Linked DNA regions of Canis lupus: region 1 is linked to region 2. A link is a contact called in public Hi-C data. All regions are on one chromosome and are shown on one strand. The core of a region is the stretch at or near the end of the contact, and the rest is flanking DNA. Distances in the headings are between cores, read along the strand shown. Region 1 has its middle 64 kb from the start of CD58. Region 2 has its middle 29 kb from the start of MAB21L3.

The links. A called contact is a pair of places that touch in the nucleus more often than the background predicts.
Region 1: a Hi-C map of amygdala shows a contact between it and region 2, with 5 times the contacts expected there. The contact joins two enhancer-like sites. A contact is called at or near these places in 6 of 9 Hi-C or Micro-C datasets (amygdala, blood, liver and 1 more).

What each region holds. Positions count from the first base shown.
Region 1 is chr17:54,472,362-54,476,198 of UU_Cfam_GSD_1.0, forward strand. No RefSeq gene overlaps it. Among named protein-coding and RNA genes, the nearest start is that of CD58, 64 kb to the right of the region's middle. Within about 2 kb of position 2,025, at least 5 of the 20 cell types and tissues checked have an H3K27ac peak or open chromatin away from gene starts, as enhancers often do.
Region 2 is chr17:54,137,761-54,141,602 of UU_Cfam_GSD_1.0, forward strand. No RefSeq gene overlaps it. Among named protein-coding and RNA genes, the nearest start is that of MAB21L3, 29 kb to the left of the region's middle. Within about 2 kb of position 1,916, at least 2 of the 20 cell types and tissues checked have an H3K27ac peak or open chromatin away from gene starts, as enhancers often do.

The DNA of each region.
Region 1 (3,837 bases), core at 775-3,274, 330 kb after region 2:
TCAGTGTCACTAAGAAGAGAGACATTCAGGTAAAAGGGAATTTGTCGAGGAATTCGTGGGGAACTCCCCTAGAAGAACTAATGTCGTATTATGGGCTCTGCATCAGAAACGTCTGGGTTTGAGTGACAGTTCCTGTGCTTACTAACTGGCTGGCAATGAGCTTCACCTCCTCATTCCTGGGTTCCCTGTCTGCAAGTGGGGGTAATAGTAGTAGCTACCTTGAACGGAGTTGTGAGGTGATGCATTTATTTATTTATTTATTTTTTGAGGTGATGCACTTAAATCTTAGAATATTTCCAGGCACAAAGTAAGTGCTCAACTACTCCCAGTTATTGGTTAGAACCACAACCTTAGTAGGCAGGGAGGTGATCTTGCCATTTCCCTCCTAAAACCAATTGCACCTCTGGGTGTCCTACCCAGGGCTAGGAGGTGGGAATTGGCCCCTCTGTCCTCCCCAGCAGCTAAACTTTGACATCAGCTTCCTTTTGGCTACTTTTTTGTGCTTGTCTTCTGCAGTCAGTACCCAGAACAAAGTATCTCCTAGAACACACAGAGCAATAAGGTGGCTCCCTGAACGTAAAAGCATTAGGGAAACAGTGGACACCCGCAGAAGCGACCCAGATTTTCTGTAAATGCGTTCCTGGCCACTTAAGATGTTCAGGATATGGAACATCCCCATATCCGTGTATAGGGTTTAAGAGGTAGAAGTATCCAGTTATAAAATAAATAAGCACACACACAACATCCAATATATAAGTTCAGAAAAGACTCAAATTTGATTATAACTGCAAGACCTAAATCTTCCTAAGTCATATTGCCTTCTAACCAGCAGGAAAACTGTATTTGCCAAAATTCTGACACTTCAAGTTACAAATTCACTGGCCAGATAAAGTCATATGATCACATGACCGACCAATTGCAAGACTTAAGGTAGAAAGTGCCTTTATTCAGAGTGGGAGTAGGAGGCTAAAAATGAGGGCTTCTCTTTGTAAAATGTTGGAGGGATAACTCACAGTCACTAGAGCAGTGCCTTTCCCTAAGCCTGTTCACTTCACGGCCTAAGGTACTTCTAGACTATCCTCTACACCCCGCCCCCCCAGCCCTGGGATAAGCTGTCCTGTGAGTCCAGGGGGGCCCAGCAGAGGATTTCCTCTGCTACATCCTCTCGGCCTCCACATCTCATGAGGCACAGAACCCCACTCTGTTGCCTCCACAGCATCTTTCCAAAATTTCCCTCCTTTCCCAACCTGGGTGTCCCCGCTGCAGCTCTACCACCACCAGTCTGGGTTATGGAAATAATTCCCTCATTGTTCCTTCTGCCCCCGTCTGGCTCCCCTTCAAGGTGTCCTGCTGGCAGATTTCTCTTCCAGGTACAAGTCTTGCCAGGATACATCCCTACTCGAGAATGCCCACGATAGGGGCGCCTGGGTGGCTCAGTCGGTTCAGTGTCTGCTAGGGCTTAAGTCGTGATCTGGAGTCCTGGGGTTGAGCCCTGCATTGGGCTCCCTGCTCAGTTGGGAGTCCACTTCTCCCTCTCCTTCTGCTGCTCTCTCTGCTCATGCTTCCTCTATCAATCAAATGAATAAATAAAGTCTTAAAAAAAAAAAAAAGAATGGTCATGATACCCCAGGTCCTGCCCCAAAGTCCAAATTCCTTGGAATTCGGAACACTTTCTATGAATCAGCCTATGCCTGAATTTCTAAGCTGTCTCCCTCACACTTGAAGCTCCAGCAAGAAAGGGCTGCCAGCCACCCCTGAGTATGACCCGTGCTCTCCAGCCACTGCGTTTCCTGCTGCACTTTCATCTGCTGGCATGCTCCCCCGGCCTCAGCCTGTCTCCATCCTGCCTGTCCTGTAGATCCAGGTAAAAGTCTTCCTCCTCCACGAAGCCTAACCCAAGCTGGGACTGCTCTCACCTCCCCAGTGCTGTCACAGCACTTTAGGCTTCTGTTAGGCTTGCACCACGCATCCTTCTGCATTCCCTTCTAGAATGTCAGCTGTCACAGGGCTGGGGGGCCATGCTTCCTTGCTGGTCTTGGTTCCCTGGCCAGCGGCTGGCATTAGCACCCACCATGGCCGTGACCCAGAGGTTTGTAGACTGACTGGCAAAGTTGAGCTAGAGTTGCATGGAAACTGGGTGTGAGTTCCAACAGCTCATGCAATGACCTGTGAGCCCATGGCGAGTCACAAAGCTGGGCGACCATTTACAGCCCTCTGGGAGCAAACATTTGGGCTCTGTCAGAATATACAAATGTAGGTCCACGGTTTCCACAAAAGAGGAGCCCCTTCTGCCTTCCTGGGCTTGTGTTTGAGGGGCTTCACGGGGAGTGATGCTCAGGACTGGTAGCGATTAAGGTCATTCCCCTTCCTCTTTTCTTTTTTTCTTTTTTTTTCTTTTTTTCTTTTTTTAGCTCACAGGAGTAGCTATGAAAATCAAAGCCTTTTGTGTGGGGGAGAGGCAGTCAAGGAAACTGCCAATTACTTAGACAAACCATTTTTCAGTTGAGGACCCTCGATCCCAGGGAAGCAAGGGGCCTGCCCAGGGTCACATGACCAGAGTGGAAGGTGGCACTTAAACCTTCCAGATTCCCAGCTACTACTTTTTGGTTCCACCGTGTCAGCTGCCCAGGTTAAACACACCATGGCTCCCAAGCTTATATGAAGCTTGGGGAAATGCAAGGCCTATGTAGGTTGGTGTGTTCACTTTCATGCTTGCCGTCGTAAAATGATTTTCTGTTTATTCATCCAAACGAGGAACACATGCATTCAATTTTCAAAGTTTAAATTCTGTATGTCTTTCTATCAGTTACTTCAATTTTCCCCTTCTCTGGTCATTGTCACCTTTTTTCCTCGGGGAAGTACCAAAACGGCTTTTTCTGATTGTTGGGGCTAAGAAGTCTCACCAGGATCACCCACTCTGGCTCCAGTTTGTAACTGGCTAGGTTTTATTACAATAGATGAGACTTTGGACCTGGGGCTACTGAAAGGCCTTTTGTTAGTGGATCACAAGGGGTCACTGGGTTTATCTCATTCATTATGCGACCCTACTTTCTCAAGTGGCAAGGTTAAGGCCTGGGGCAAAATGCTGATGGAAAGGAACATTAACCACCAAGTTGTACTGTGTTTGTGTTCATTCCAATCCACTTTCACCTCCCCGAGCTGGTGAAGGTTATAACGACAGCCCAATTCTCTAGTGACTCACTCCAGGAAAAGGACATGTGACAAGAACCTGGATCTCATGGGACTGCTTGCCAGTGGTGCCAAGACAGAGATGGCATTGTTCGGGGAAGCTTCAGGAAGTCAAACATCCGGAGACAGGCGTGCATGGTCAACTCACCCCACAGGCTGGAAGAGAACATTTTCCCCCCCACCGATCAATCTGTGTATTTACCCCTGCAAGGGCAGTCAGAGGACTTCTGGAATATTTATTCCCTTCAGTCTCGAACGCAGCCTTCTCGCTGGCCAGCAAGGGAAGGGACCAGCATCCCTGGAGGCCCACTAAGTGTTGGGGGCCTTGCCGTTGTCAACCCGGAGAGTAGCATTATTCCCTTTCCCACTTTACAGATGAGGACATTTAGGAAGTTAAGAAGTCTGGCCAGGCCTCGCCAGCTATTCAATGGCAGACCCAGGATTCAAACGTCAAGTGTTAAGTCCAGCATCAGAAAATGTTCCCCTTCCCAGCGGGTGCCCGGCGGGCCTCTGAGACCAGCGCTCCCTGGTGGCAGCTACTGGCAGGGCGCTTCTGCACGCTGGGTTTCTCCCCCGCCTCCCACACTTTTTATTCTCACCTCGCAAATTCCACTTTCCAGTGAAGATTTCCCAAGGAGGAAATCCCAG
Region 2 (3,842 bases), core at 666-3,165:
TATATGAATCCCCTTTTAATACCATTTTAGTGGAATCCCACAGGTTTTGTAAATTGCATTTTCATCTCATTTAGTTCTGTTTATTTTCTGATTTCTACCATGATTTCCTTGTTGACCCATGAGGTACTTAGAAGTTTTTAAAAAGTATTACTTTCAAACAAGTTGGGTTTCCTAGTTATGTTTTCATTACTAATTTCTAAATAGATTGCATTATAGTCAAAGACAGTGGTCTTGGGGTGCCTGGTTGGCTTAGTTGGGTAAGCATCAGCCTCTTGATTTAGGCTCAGGTCATGATCTCAGGGTCATAAGATAAAGCCCAGTGGGAATCAGGCTCCACACTCAGCTAGGAGTCTGCTTGCCCCTCTCCAGCCACTCCTTCCCCCAATTCTTTTTTTTTTTTTAATTTTTATTTATTTATGATAGTCACACAGAGAGAGAGAGAGAGAGAGAGGCAGAGACATAGGCAGAAGGAGAAGCAGGCTCCATGCACCGGGAGCCCGACGTGGGATTCGATCCCGGGTCTCCAGGATCGCGCCCTGGGCCAAAGGCAGGCGCTAAACCGCTGCGCCACCCAGGGATCCCTCCTTCCCCCAATTCTTGCATGCTCTCCTATATATGCGCATGCATATACTCTCTCTCTCTCTCAAATAATAAAACAATAAAATCTTTATTTTTTAAAAGATTTTATTTATTTATTCATGAGAGACATAAAGAGAGGCAGAGACATAGTCAGAGGAAGGAGCAGGCTCCATGCAGGGAGCCCAATGTGAGACTTGATCCCAGGACCCCGGGATCATGACCTGAGCCAAAGGCAGATGGTCAACCACTGAGCAACCCAGGCATCCCTCAAAAAAATCTTTTTGAAAGTCTTAAAAAAAAAAAAAAAGAGACAGTGGTCTGAAGGTCCCAATCCTTTGATGCTGGTGGAGGTTAGCTTTTCACCTAGCGCTTCTGCATTGGTCAATGCACAGGATGCAGTGTGTGAGTTTAGATACAAGGTGCAAGGAATGTCAGTCAGATCATGCATTGCTCAAAGTTTGTATATATTTCAGGTTTCTTCTTGGCTGCATTTTCCAACATTTGTTAAGAGAGTCGTTTTAAAATTTCCCGTTATGAGTGTGGATTTTTTTATTTCTCCTTATAATGCTGACAACTTGTGCTTAATATACTTTTCAGATTATATTGTTAGGGGCATACAGGGCTAGAATGTTTATATCTTCCCAGTAAACTGAAGACTTTATCCTTATAAGGTGACTCTTTAACTATTGTAAACATTGATTTTTGTCTGATGTTAATATCAGGACACCACCACTTGATTTGCCCAACTTTATAATTTTCCATCAGTTAGCTTTCAACCTATTTGTATCTTTACATTGCTGATCACTTTGTCTATTATAAATGGCTGATTTCTTTAAAAAAAAATCCCATCTGACAATTGAAGTCTTTTGACTTCTAATGTTTAATCCATTTATATCTATTCTGATGACTAACACATTTGGATTTATTGCTACTCCTGTACTTTCTCTGTGACCCATTTTCTAAACCTTCTTTTTCTCGCCCCACCATCTTGTCCTTTTAAGTACAAAATTGAGGTGTTTTTTTTCCCTTTTTTCAGTTTCTTTCCCCCCCTTACTAGTTCGTAAGGTCCATACGCTTTCTGTCCTTTTAATGGTTACCAAGGCTGTTTGTACATATAGACTAATTCTATAGGCTAAAGTCAAAAGTTAACCAATACCTTTTTTTCTCACAACAAGGACCGCAGGGGTTTGGCTTCTATCACTCCCTGTCCCTTGTTATCTGCTACTGTGACCCTGGATTTGGATTCTAGCCTGCTTGCCACTACCCACCACACACACACACACACACACACACACACATGCATGCACACACACACACACACACACACACAGAGAATGTCTTTTGTCCCATGGTATCCCCAGTATGTGGCACACAGCAGATGACCAGTAACCCTGCAGGGCACAGACAAATGGAGCTTCCAGCAGCAATGGAGCTGGCTTCTCATGATGATTTTGGTTTGAGCATTTGGTGGAACAAATACGCCTGATTGCTTTAGAGCTCCAAGTATCCTGATGTGGTGTCTGATATCCTAGGGAGTCCCTGGTCTCTGTCCACCACTCATAATCTGGGTCCTCTCCATTTTTCAAATCATGTAACTCCTCTGATCCCAATCCTCCAGTCACTTCCCATCCCACTCATCCTGAACCTTTCTCCTCCTCCTCTCCTTTCTCACACCCACTTCCAGTCACATCTTGCTCTTCTAGAATATTCCAGGCATGACTCCACCTTAGGACGTTTTGCTTGTTGTTCCATCTGAAGACCTTCCCTAACCTCCTACTATGAACTAGTATCACTGGTCCATACTCCCTCCTTACCCCATTTTTGATATGTTCAACCTCCTGCTCATCTTTATTTCTCTGCATGGCATTCAGCACCACCTAGACATTCTTTCCTTTCTTCCTTTCTTCTTCCTGTCTGTCTGTCTGTCTATCTATCTATCTATCTATCTATCTATCTATCTATCTACCATTTCCCACTAGAGTGAAATCTCTGACAAAGGGACTTCATTTATATTTTCAGGGTTATATTTTTACAACCCTGGACACATATTAAAATGACCAATAAATAATATATTGAATAAAAAATGTTTGTAGAACTCCTTCAGAAACTATCCATTCAGGTCTCAAGCTTCTTAGACATCTTTGTGACTTTTTTTTTCTCTCCTTCAAAATGATAGATCAGAATTCTCTCACTTGAAGACATGGTAGAGGTCTTCACATTTAGAGTGCAGCTACCTGGGGGTTCAGACAGGTTGAACTGTTTGGGCTCAGATCATAAACTTTGAGCTGGCTTATAACTGAAAGTCTAAAATGCTTTTTCCCCCCTTTTTTCCTTTCCTCCTCTTCTTTTTTATCTCCAGAAGGCCCTGAAACTTCTAAACTGCAAACCTAAGCAACATAGGGATTGAAATCCAAATCAGACTCTAGTGAGTCAAACATTTTTTGTAATTCTTCCTCATCTGTGTCCTGTGCTTTGACTTGTCACCCCTGCTCCCTCGCCTTTCCACCCTGGTCCACTGGCATGGTTGTCAGGGCATCAGCATGGACAGGACCCTTCTTGGACATGGGGACCTGTTTTTGTGGGATCTCTCTCTCCCTTTCCTGAAAAGAGAATTACAAGAGTACTGTTGCTTCTTTTCTCTGAATTCAGAATATGTTAGTGGGTTTAAAAGGCATGGGAAGTGCAAGACTTAGGGAAAGTAGTCATCACCACAGAGGTGATCCTGGTGACCAACTGGTGACCTATACAGACCTTCCTTGTATAAGTGAGAAGGGAGAGACCAGAAGAGAGGCAAGAAAATGATTTGCTCAAATTTATAAAGTTCCCAACTGAACTCTCAACTCTCTTCTCCGGCCTGCCCCCACTCAATAAGTAGAGCATTGTCCAACCATTTGCTTCAACCATAACCCACGCGTTATCCTGGAGCCTCTGTTTCCATCACCCCACATCTTCGGTCCACCAGTGAATCCTCTTGGCTGTCCTTTCCAAATATAGTCTGAGTATACATCCCCATGCCCTCCACACTGCTCCCACTGAAGGCCAAGGCACCCCCTCCCCTTTCTAGAGTGCTACAGGGTCTTCCTTACAGGGACTTCCTCACTGGGTTCCTTGCTCCCACTTCTGCCCCCTACCCCACCCAACCCAAGTCTTTCCCACAAGACCCGGTCGTCTCTTTGACATACAAATCAAATTGTGTTTCCCTGTTCCAACCCTTTAGTAGCTTCTGATCCCTCTTGGAAAAAAAAAAAAATCGAAACTCCCCA